2 separate regions of the Cyprinus carpio genome follow, and region 1 is linked to region 2. Evidence: chromatin contacts called from public Hi-C data. All regions are on one chromosome and are shown on one strand. The core of a region is the stretch at or near the end of the contact, and the rest is flanking DNA. Distances in the headings are between cores, read along the strand shown.

Region 1 (6,443 bases), core at 379-2,878, 43 kb before region 2:
ATGACATCTGCAGGATCTGTTCGAAATACCCTACAAAGATTTCACTGCATATATGATTACACAGTAACACTGTAGGAGGTTGCCTCTACCAAGAATTGAACTAAGTAGGCCTCTTGTAACTGCCATGCACACCAGAAAGGTTTTTATAGTTTATATTTTCCAGCTTAAGCTGTTTAATGAATTTATTTTCTTTGTCAGGTCAAGGGGGAAATGTCTGGAAATGAAAAAGGACAAAAAACACAACAAAAAAACAAACCACAAAGATGAAGAGGAAACAGACTGTTGAAAAACTGTGTGCTTCCTTTCCTGACTGGCTTCCTATTCCTGAGGATAGTGTGCGGCTGACTGTGAGTTGGCAGGGTCAACAGCAGTGACTGAGCTCCTTTGACTTGCACAGACCAGTCGACCTCATAAAAAGTAATCTTATTTCCTCTGCCAGTTTGCTAGTGAGCCAAAAAAAATGGTCCCTCTGCACTGCATGTCTCAGATTTTATATGAACAGAAACCACGGTGATTACAAAGTGATTGATGTTTAGTAATGATGCAGGAAAAACATAATACATTGCTAAAAGTTCATGCACATGGTTACTTTCCACTTATATCCTGCAACATATTTAACATAAAAAAAAATCAAAGCACTACCAAATAAAAATAAAACAACAATTTGGCAATTTAACAACTTAAAGATAAGGAAAAGTTCCTTCAAAAATAAAAATTTTGCTGAAAAAAAAATGTACTCACCCTCAAGCCATCCAACACATAGATGAGTTTGTTTCTTCGTCAGAACAGACTTGGAGAAATGTAGCATTACCTGTACATCACTTGCTCACCAGTGGATCCTCTGCAGTGAATGGGTGCCGTCAAAATGAGATTTCAAACAGCTAATAAAAACATCAGATTAATCCACAAGTACTCCATGACTCCAGTTCATCGATTAACGTCTTGTGAAGCAAAAAGCTGCATGTTTGTAAACAAATCATTAACGCTTTTTTTTTCTTTCACTTCAAACAATTGCTTCCAGCTAAAATCCTCTATCCATGATATTGCTTTTGAAAGTGAAAGTGAAAGTGTCGTCTCATCTGAATCAAGAGAGAAATACTATAGCCTACTGTATGTACAGATCAAGCACTGTTCATATGTGAAAACAGTCCAAAACAGTTCTAAACAAATATGTTGGTAAATTTTGATGTGAGGACAACAGGATGGACCTTTTCACCGGATGAAACGTTATTATGGATTATGGACTCTAAATTTTGTCCGGAATTATTAGTCTGAAGTTAAAACACATTAATGATGGATGTGTTTTACACACAAGCAGCTTTTATGCAGCTTTCCACTTCACAAGACGTTGATTGAAGAATTGGAGTATACTTGTTGATTACTGTGATGTTTTATCAGCTGTTTGGACTCTCATTCTGACGGCACCCATTCACTGCAGAGGAGTGATGTGGTGCTAAATTTCAAAACTGTACTGCTTTTCAAAGACACATAAAAAAGTAAACACGCACATAAATACATTTGTGTAATCTTTTAAACATGTGTTAGCTAAGTTACTATTAGCTTGTTTATTTAAAAATACCGAACAAAAACATGCGATGTAGAAAAACCCATTTCGGAACACTTCACACGTAATGAGTGGGAGCGCAAAAACAGCTACAGCAGCTTCTGCTAGCAGCCAGCCACTTGGATTCGGAGACTCGAGCAACCTTTCTGGAGTCTGAGCGAAAACTTGACAACGTTGGGTTCTGTCTGACAGCGGGACGTTTCGGCAGGATCTAGAAACAGTCGTGTGGTGCCATTGAAGCTATGTAGAGATGGAGTTCATGAAACTGATCGGAACCGTTTTAGCAGTTTGTTTCCATCTCTGCTGCTGCGCATCAAGCGCGTTCGGCGGTGAGTTTCTGCTTGTTCAGGCATAGTGATATTCAAATGATCTTACTTCGTTAGATTTTGTGTGCTTCTTGAGTGCACAGTATTTAATAATGACAGTCTAATAATACGATAGTTTCGGTTAAGAGACTGCAGTCTTTTTCAATAATGATTTTTGAAGCCTTTGTTTTGCAGAACCATATTTTCGAATATAAGCGTCTGGTGATGCAACAAACGCTTAAGCAGAGTTCTTTTATGTTACAGTGGTTTGTTTATGGATTTTATTTTTGGGTCACAGCTGTTTTTTAGTGAGGGAGGATATGGCTGATGGCTGTTCCGCCTGGAAGTTTGTGAAAGTTCTACTGGTTTCTTCCTCTCTTTGCTCGCATATGTTCCATCGCCAACTTTCCTATAAAGGTTCCTGCAATATTTCCATAACAGTACTTCAGGTTCAATACTAACATCAGCGGTTTTTGTTGATGTGGTTTGCAGATCACAGGATATGCCGGAGAGGGACAGAGAAGCCCTGCTATAAGATCACAAGCTTCCAGGACATCGGGCTCAGAGCAAGTTTTGAGGCAGCCAGACAGAAATGCAGGGAGGGTGATGGAGAGCTGCTCAGCATTGAGACCGAGAATGAGCAACGTCTGGTGGAGAGATTTGTGCAGGAGCTCAGGGCCTCTGATGGAGACTTCTGGATTGGGCTACGAAGGAGCTCACAATATAATTCTGATTGTTCATCACAGTATCACTGGTTGGATTACAGTCAGGCCACATTCAGGTTGGATATTTGCAGTAATAATCTGAAATATTCTTGTGATTGATTAATTGATTGACTGATTATTTATTATTATTTATTTTAATTTTTTGCATGTTTGGTTATAGTTTTCCCAAAAAATAAAATTCAGTAATTTCTTCATTCTCATGTCATTCCTGTGAATTCTTTTCTTCACAATAAGTTGTAGTTATTATAATTAAAACCAAAACTCCATACTACCTTAATAGTTTTTGGTAATTGAAATAAAGCTGAAATAAAATAAAATATACATATTATATAATAGAAATATACATATTAAATTAGAAATGTTGCCTTGGCAAGTAACTGAAAAAAGGTTTAAGTTGCAGTATTAAAATGAATAAAATGGGAAAAAAATTAAAGCTATATAGAAATATTAAAAAATGACAAAAGCATATAACAAAATTAAAATGAAAACTCTACATGTAAAAATCAAAGCTATTTAAAAATAAAAAATAAATACTATAATACTATATAAATATAATTCTGTGTTCTTTTAATGTATTCTATGTTTTAAGTCTTCTGAATCATGTTGGTGAGTAAATGTTGATTGCAATTTTTGGTGAGCTTTTCAGTGAAAGCAAAATACTAAAATGTGACACAGAAGAGAAATATTTGAAGATTTTCAAAAGCACAAAACAAAATTACTAAAACTTAAACTAAAATTAAAATGAAAACTGACTGTAAAAATAAAAGCCAATTGAAGATAAATAATAAATGAAATAATATAATAGCATATAAAATAATATTTTATTTTTCAATTAGTATATTCTATATTCTAAGTCCTCTGAATCAGGAAATAAAGTAAGTAAATGATGACAGAATTATTAATTTAATTAATTAGTAATTTTTTGGTGAACTGTTCCTTCAAGTGAAAGCAGAATGGTAAATCTGATATAGAATATTCAGTGAGTCTGTGATTTTTTTTAGGAACTGGTTGGTGACAGAGCCCTCATGTGGCCTTGATAAGTGTGTAGCATTATTCTACAGGCCCTCACCTTCTTCTGGCCAGAAGGAGCACAGCCTGTTCAAGTGGACTGACGACAACTGCAATTCCAAGAATAATTTCATCTGCAAGTACTCAGATGGTAGGCTTTTGCATATGTTAATGTTAGCTGTCACATTAAGATATTGAATTGGCAACAAATCTGAGACAAGCATCTTTAGTGTTAACATATTATGTAAGAGGACTTCAAAAGTAAACTCTGCTGCCTCCTGTGTGTGTTTAGAGAAGCATCCTGTCCCCACTCCAGCAGGAAATATCACAACACCCACAGGTAAACAATTCCTTAACTTTTCTCTGTTGCATTTGCAACTTTTTTCTGACACGATAATGGTTCTATTTTTTTTTTTTTTCATGATAGTACCTTAAATTACAGATTCAACTAAATTATGTCCTACATAGCTCAAAGATTAAGGGGGTAGTTCCCAAAAAAGTGCAAATAATTCTGATCATTTAACAGTGTTATCATCATAAAATAAATATTAGATCAAAATTTTTTTCCAAAAAAATCTGAAATGCTGCCTTGGTAAATTGAGATAAATAAGTGCAAGCTGAAGTACTAAAATGACTAAAACTAAAACTGATATAAAACAAAATTAAAGCTAAATAGAAATGTTAAAATAAAAATCAATAGAAAACAAAAGCATATAACGAAATTACTAATACTCAAATTTAAAATTGAATATATTAAAATAATAGATAATTAAATATATTAATATGTAATATAATAGTATATAAATTTAAAATAACAAAAAATTATAATTTACTCTCCTGTTCACTTTAATCAGTTAAATGTGTAAACTAGGACCTAATAAAAGGACAGAATTTTAATATTGAGGCGAAGTATTACTTTAAAAAGATAATAATGCTTATGATGACCTCTAGTGGTGGAAGTGGAATTATACTTTTGCCTAAAGTATACAGTCAGACTCAAAATCCATAGTAGGTCATTCATCAAGGCCAAACACCATAAATGCTTATTTATCATTCAAAGTGATTCTTGTTTTTAGGTATTGATAACCTGACTCTGGTGCCAAAGCACCTGCCGCCCATTACAGTAGACAATGACAAGATAAAAACTGAACTCTCTGAGTCATCAGGTATTTCAGAAATGAATGGTAAATAGAATATTGTTTGAATTATATATATATATATATATATATATATATATATATATATATATATATATATATATATATATATATATATATATATGAGAATTTTCTGGATATTAACTTTTTTATATAATGATGGACTTTCTCTTAGTTTCTATTTCAGATGACACTAATATTTACTACATCCTCCTCGCCACACTGCCTGTAATGTTGCTGTTGATATTGGTTGTGTCGGGGGTGTTTTGCTACAGAGTCATGTCAAGGAGGTATGGAAAGACCTGCTGACATTTTCATCATTTCTTAGTTTGTTATTCTCTATGAACTATTTTGTCTGTCACCCTGCCATATAATATCCTCTCTAACTGTGTCTTTGCAGGAGAAAAGAACAGAATGAAGTCTATGCTGTGCCAGGACAGTGGGTGCGTCCCGTAGCTCCAAAATGTCAGAAGGATTATGAATGCACCGACAAATTCAACCAGTCTGGAGCTCATCTGGAGTACATGAGCTCTGAAATTAACAGAACATTTAGTATGACGTCTGCAAAGAGTCAGTTTGAGGACTATGAGAACGTCCAGAGCCGGCCCACGCAGTGCGGTTTTGTCACTAATGACATCTACGAGACCTCCCGGGGGTCCTCGGCGGTAGAGGCTGGATGGGTGGACAATGACATCTATGGATACTAAAACACTATAGAGTGTATACTGACTGGTAAAGTCTCTGTCACTAGTGTGTCTGGCTCTCCCACCATCATGTTTGATCTCTTCTCCAGTCTGTATGTCTGCTCTTTTTATGTGACCTGGTGGGGAAGTCATTGGGGGTCTAATGCAGGGGTGTATAGATTCCCATAACTGACTATACAAAGTAGCATAAAGGTGTCATCGGCTTGTGAGAGCTTCCTCTGTGGAAGCTGGCATCCTGGAACAGGACCCTCCATTTGGAAATTCACAAAACAGTGCGCTGACCTCTCAGCTCATCTCAACAACATCCTTCTGTGTCTCTGAGAAAGCCCTCTCTAAAGGATACCTACTGCTGTTCCCTTCTTTTTGAAGACTGTGTAGTTGCTTCGTAAGCTCTTTTGTGTCAAAACTGAATGGAAGGATTTATATATATAAAAAACATTATTGTAACATATTGAATATGTATTTTGCTTTCAGGTATCAAATTATGAGCAAAAAGATGAGAGTTTTGTGCTATATTTGGATTGTAAATGATATATTGTTTGTACTACTAATAATACTATCTTTGTCAGATGTTTGTGTTTAATCAAAATTGTTCCCGCACTCCTGGAAAACCTGGAAATGTTAGGGAATGTTAGGCCTGAAAAGGAAGACTGTATATTTTTATAGTGAATATACATTTTTCTTGTTAGTTATAATTGGTAAAAAGTTGAGTGCAGTCACTGCAAAAGTCATAGGAATGCTCTGACTTAACCCTAATGAATTATTTTATTTAATTGTATTTGATAAAAAATAACCTTTTTTTTTTTGGAAATCTTATTCAGATGCTTTTGTTATGAATGCCAAGAATAGATCTCTACCTTTTCCATATCGTTAAATGTCACTGCTGCATGCTTAGCTTTAACTTCACATCGGGTTCAGATGACTCGTTTTCCAAACCACTCTGTTTGTACCCTTTTTATTGACTGCGTCACTCTCAATTT
Region 2 (6,528 bases), core at 587-3,086:
AACAAGTGCCATATTAAAAAGAGGGATGAGTCAAATGACACCTAGATTACAGTTTTTAGAGAGCTTTAATGTTGACTCACAAACCAAGCTTTGTTTTTGTCTAATTAACATCAAAAGATTTTGAGTCGAGTTTCAGGAAGTTACAGCTCATCCAGTACTTGATGCCACAGCGAGATGCAGCAAGGAAACTGATAGAAGTGGTGTTTCAGAGCCGGTGCTGAAATCTGAATGTCATCAGTTTAGTAGTGAAAGATGACACCATGTTGATAGATTTTATCAGCTCAGAGAAACAAAAGTGAAGAAAATAAAAAATGTGCCAAGTACTTAACCTTGGGGAACACCTTGTGTAATTGTGAAGAAATAGTAGATTTGTGCTTCCATTAAATAACCATTTGAATGATGTAATAACATTAGAAACTAAACACACAAGAAATTACAGCATTTTGGGAGTAGATGACCACATCTCAGTGCCATCAGTCTTTGATTTCAGCATGATGTTTAAACAAAATGATTATTAGCCATCTTCAGCACAGCTGCCGTTGCATAATCTTGCTTAAACACAAGCAGGAACATCTGAAAACATTTGGCCACAATGACCCATCTCAGCTACACAGGAATTACATAGACTTAACACTGATGAGAGCACAGCTTAAAAAGTTGACTTGAACATATCCACTTCCTTCAAGACAGAGGTCCATTTCACATTTTGTTCTCTAGTACTCTACATGCTATCATATACTGCATGGCCATTTATAAGAGTAATTACTAAAGATATTAATTTGAGGTTTAGACAGCTCACTAATGGTCCATTGTTTCCACATTTAGGTTCAGGTAATGAGACGGTATTAAACACCCATGCAAACCATTGATCTTAAGTCAGTCTGATCTATGACTAAATGCCTCCGAACTGTTAGGGTCCGAATTCAAATGATACAGGAGAGTTTGCTACCCTCGCTAATAACTTAAGGATGTGAGCTGTTCAAATTTGTTCCAAATAAGTCTAGTCACAAATCCATCCTAACAGTTTTTACAGAAATAATTCTGCTTAAATAAGACATCTGATACTCTGGAGAAGTGTCAGAGCGCAGTACCACCAACTCCTGCCAAATTCGGTGACGAAAACACGCAATCCAACACTGCCAATAAGATCACTAGCCAGGTAACTATAGAAAACGTTTCATCAGGAGACCAAAAACCTGATTGCACATTAATCCTTAAAATTCATATAGGATGACAAACTCTTGGAGACCATATTTAACAGGTGTGACGCACACCCTATTCCAGTTAGAATTATGCAACGATTAGTCTGTGAGAGTACATCAAAGGACAACTGCAAGATACGTAGTTCAAATGACTTTATTTGCTCCCAAAAGTACACCCATTTACCAAATGAGTTAAAAAGAACAAAAACAAAACTACACGTTCAAATGATATTAACCATAAACAAAGGGCTCCCCCAAAATGCACTAGGTGCAAGTTGTTTGTAACAATGAATATTGCTGATTTAAGTCCCACACAAGACACCATTCCTTCATACCAGCCCAATGATTTCATGACATGACCACTTATGATCACTTAACATGCCCTCCACTTAAAGAGAAAAAATGTATATTGAAAAACTTACAAAATAATAAACAGTATTAAAACTAGACATTTCATTGGCACAAAAGCTAAAATCTACAAGTTTATAAAAAGGGGTATTCAGGACCACCATAAGTGCAAAAATGCAGTTAAAACTGCATGCATTGATGTTGTTTCGTACGTGTATCCTGTGTTACAGCACAACTGATTACATTATATGGTCCCTAGATGGAAAAAGCTCATGATAAAGGTGTGACTTTAGAGTGTGATAAGGTGTGATTTCTAGAGAGACCGCAATCCAACCATGTGCTCAGAACACTATCTGCCCTGTGCACACGGAGGACTCTGTGGTTAAACCATGTGAGCACATGAGATTTTTATTCCCTCTACAGAGGAAGCACATGTAAACAATGTGCTGTGCACTAGCAAATCTACTAAAACAAATAAACAGGCATTTCGCACCATCTGCTACTGGCAGGATGAGCTCCAGTCTAAGAAAAGCAAATGGCACGCCGAAGCAGGCTTGTACCGATTACTATACGATCACACTGGAATGGCTCATGGGTTGATGTTTGCGAACAGCTATAATTGTACAATCATGCAGAGCTTATCTGCGCTGACAGTGTTTGAGGTAAAACTTGACAAAGTTCATCCTTTGAGCATTGAATATCTTTTAGAGTAAACAAGAACACACTGACGATACTTAATCATTCAAAAGGAACAATAAATAGAATGCAACAGGTCTTGTGTTGTCAGTTTTCACTGGATGTGGTGAGGAGGTCAGACAGGCCAAGGCAAGAACTATGGAGAAAGCAGAAAAAAAAAACTGCATAAAGGAGAATGAAAATGTTTCTGAGAAGATTTATGTTGGAAGGTTAAAGAGATACATACCACTAATAGCCTCTAGAGCAAAGTACTTCACATCCATATCTTGGTCTGTAGCTAGTTTCTCGAGGACTGGTTTAACCTCTGCCTGCAAAGCACTGTTGAATATATCATTGTTAGTATTGCTTATAGTTTGTTTGCTTATACCATTGAGAACAATAAGGTGTAGGCAGCTATTATTTAATAGCTGCTGTCCAAAACTGGTCTGATCTTCTGTAAGCACCTAGCCACCTGATCAGTGGACAGCTTGAGAACTACAGGCAACATGTGCTTGGTGGTGATTTCCTGTCCACATACTTCAGACAGAGCCTGACCCACATCCCCAAAAAATGGCTTTCAGTTATTCCCATTTTGCAACACCAGATACTGATGTAATGCCTTCCAACTGGAAGAACATTTAGTTTTTTTAGTCACCAGCCAGGGCATCCAGACTTACATTGATGCAGAAGAGACTGGTCATCCTGTGCAGGTAGTTGGAATCACTGGCCATGCCAAGGACTTTGGCCACAATGGTGTTCTGGGTCCAATCTGCTCCAAACTTCTCCACCAGCTTCATGAGGTTGCAGGTGGCAGCCTCTCGGATGGCACATACTGTAGAACAAGGCAAAGATACTAATGTTAATTCATATGCTAACATGAAGATCAAGACTGAAATAAAGATACAAACAGATTTAGATCCATGTAATTTTTCAAGCTACACCACCAGATTTACTGCCCACTGCAATACAACTTGAAAACATACATTCTTCCATATTACAAACAAGTTGTCACTTAGAGCAAAGTACAGAAAGAATGATTGTGTGTATTTTGTCCAAAAAAAAAAAAAAAAAAAAAAAAAAAAAAAAAAAAAAATTCTACACACTGGTATGAAAAATTGTTGGCCTCCTTCCTGATTTCTTATTTTTATGCATGGTTGTCACACTTTAATGTTTCAGATCAATAAATATTAGTAAAAGATAACACAAGTGAACATAACATGCAGTTTTTAAATGAAGGTTTTTATTATTAAGGGAAAACAAAATCCAAAACTACATAGCCCTGTGTGAAAGTGTTTGCCCCCTAAACATAATAACTGGTTGGGCCACCCTTAGCAGCAACAACTGCAATCAAGCGTTTGCGATAACTTGCAATGAGTCTGTTACAGCGCTGTGGAGGAATTTTGGTCCACTCATCTATGCAGAATTGTTGTAATTCAGCCACATTGGAGGGTTTTCGAGCATGGATCGCCTTTTCAAGGTCATGCCACAGCATCTCAATAGGATTCAGGTCAGGACTTTGACTAGGCCACTCCAAAGTCTTCCTTTTGTTTTTCTTCAGCCATTCAGAGGTGGATTGCTGGTGTGTTTTGGATCATTGTCCTGCTGCAGAACCAAAGTTCGCTTCAGCTTGAGGTCACGAACAGATGGCCGGACATTCTCCTTCAGGATTTTTTGGTGAACGGCAGAATTCATGGTTACATTTATCATAGCAAGTCTTCCAGGTCCTGGAGCAGCAAAACAGCCCCAGACCATCACACTATCAGCACCACATTTTACTGTTGGTATGATGTTCTTTTTCTGAAATGCGGTGTTACTTTTACGCCAGACGTAATGGGACACACACCTTCCAAAAAGTTAAACTTTTGTCTCATCAGTCAACAGAGTATTTTCCCAAAAGTCTTGGGGATCATCAAGATGTTTTCTGGCAAAACTGAGACAAGCCTTTATGTTTTTTTTTGCTCAGCAGCAGTTTTCGTCTTGGAACTCTGCCATGCAGACCATTTTTGCCCAGTCTCTTTCTTATGGTGGAGTCATGAACACTGACCTTAACTGAGGCAAGCAAGGCCTGCAGTTCTTTGGATGTTGTTGTGGGGTCTTTTGTGACCTCTTGGATGAGTCGTCGCTGTGCTCTTGGGGTAATTTTGGTCAGCCGGCCACTCCTGGGAAGGTTCTCCACTGTTCTATGTGCTCCTATAGCTCAAGTGGTAGAGCATTGCATTACGAAGCGCAAGGTTGGGGGTTCGATTCCCCGGGAACACATGATAGGTAAAAATTGATAGCCTGAATGCACTGTAAGTCGCTTTGGATAAAAGCGTCTGCTAAATGCATAAATTTAATTTAATTTCTATGTTTTTGCCATTTGTGAATAATGGCTCTCACTGTGGTTCGCTGGAGTCCCAAAGCTTTAGAAATGGCTTTATAAACTTTTCCAGACTGATGGATCTCAATTACTTTCTTTCTCATTTGTTTCTGATATTTCTTTGTATCTCAACATGATATCTACCTTTTGAGGATCTTTTGGTCTACTTCACTTTTTCCAGGCAGGTCCTATTTAAGAGATTTCTTGATTGCGAACAGGTGTGGCAGTAATCAGGCCTGGGTGTGGCTAGAGAAATTGAACCTAGGTGTGATAAACCACAGTTTTAACAGGGGGCAAACACTTCTTCACACAGGGCCATGTAGTTTTGGATTTTGTTTTCGCTTAATAATAAAAACCTTCATTTAAAAACTGCATGTTGTGTTTACTTGTGTTATCTCTGACTGATATTTAAATTTGTTTGATGATCTGAAACATTAAAAGTGTGACAAACATGCAAAAAAATAAGAAATCAGGAAGGGTCCAACACTTATTCATGCCAATGTGTGTATATATATATATATAAAATTATATAAAAAGAGAGAACAATCTGTAAATACTTTTTTTCTTTAATTGTTAATCTTCATCGCTCAAAAGTTGAAGGAATATCAGATATAGGTATACCACTGTTCTACTAACATGTTTGAAAAAATATCCAAGGCATTTCAACAAAAACTAAATTGTGTAGAGGCCCTTGCTTTGAATGACTACATTTCTTTTGTAATATTTACTTTGCTAGTTTCAGCTTTTGGTTTGTTTGAACAGATTTCAGGCATGAGAGGTGGACCCAAGCTGGGTTAGTCAACATTGTTTTGGTGCTCAGATTTACCTCCACAGATTACCTTCCACCTAAGTAAATATCTACAATCAGCCTGTGAAATTGTGCATCACAAATCCACTAAACAACAGACAAGCGGCTGTTCAAATCAGTCTGACGATGACATAACCCCCTTTTATCAAAAGGCTGGGAATTTGCCTGAGACAATCCTATTTAGAGTTTAAAATTCAAGACAAATCCTACCCTTAGTACTCAAAGTTTACAAAATAAAAAGCTGCACATCAGCCATAAAGTGATGAGCAGTTTCATGAAGTAAGTCAAGCTTTAAATGGGGATTATAAAACGCACATAAAATGAGACAATCCATTTGACACCATTTACCTCTTGCAGATGTGCCTGTGTGTATTTGTCAGAAAGATGATTCACATTTACACATGACAGACAGCCGAGCGCAACACCACTCCGGCTCTGAGCTCTTATGTAAGAGGACGGCACTGGCCCAGCAGCACAGAATATACAAGAACATTCCAGTGATGTAACCCATCTGGCCCTTTGTCTACAACTGTGTCAGAGTGTAATTGTGCGTCTGAGTGTGCTGAAAATCAGTGCAAAACACCTCAACAGCTGGATCCACTCAGCGCACGGTTCAAAGTGAGATCATAACTGTTCTGACAACCATTAAGTTGAAGATGTAGTAAGAGGCTCATCAATCTGAAACATTCATTACCACTGACATGCCAATCAAAGCAAGATCAGCAGGCAATTTACAAGTCGTATCTGTTCTACAAAAGTGGTGCCTGTAGAAAGCTGGATATTAGATATTGTGATGGCAAAACTGACTTTTCAGCAGCCATTACTCCAGTCTTGAGTGATCCTGAAGAAATCATTCAAAAATACCAACTTTGTGCTATTCTTCAGGATTCTTTGATGAATAGAAAGTTCAAAAGAACAGCATTTATTTGATATAAAATGAAATACAATTATTTTTAAAAAATGGCAAAAATAAAAATGTCTCTGTCACCTTTGATGCACCCTTACTGTATAAAAATAAGAGTAATTAAAAAAAAAATCTTACTGACCCCAATCTTTAGAACAGCAGTGTACATGTAATATGATTTTACTTATTATATAAAAAATATAATCTTGATCATTTGCTGTATTTACAGACT

What was found. Hi-C and Micro-C count contacts between places; a contact is called where the count stands out from the background.
Region 1: a contact with region 2 is called in a Hi-C map of red blood cells, with 3 times the contacts expected there. The contact joins the promoter of LOC109085625 here to the enhancer-like site in region 2. A contact is called at or near these places in 5 of 8 Hi-C or Micro-C datasets (liver, red blood cells and skeletal muscle).

The regions. Positions count from the first base shown.
Region 1 is chrA15:14,461,516-14,467,958 of ASM1834038v1, reverse strand. It overlaps LOC109085625 (layilin-like), which reads left to right and starts at 1,628. Exons shown (of 7, transcript XM_042771105.1): 1 at 1,628-1,893; 2 at 2,362-2,650; 3 at 3,596-3,753; 4 at 3,895-3,942; 5 at 4,679-4,768; 6 at 4,935-5,049; 7 at 5,160-6,031. The coding sequence starts at 1,815. The coding sequence ends at 5,466.
Region 2 is chrA15:14,418,594-14,425,121 of ASM1834038v1, reverse strand. It overlaps the pseudogene LOC109085623. Among protein-coding and RNA genes, the nearest start is that of LOC109093280, 23 kb to the right of the region's middle. Within about 2 kb of position 1,836, at least 1 of the 8 cell types and tissues checked has an H3K27ac peak or open chromatin away from gene starts, as enhancers often do.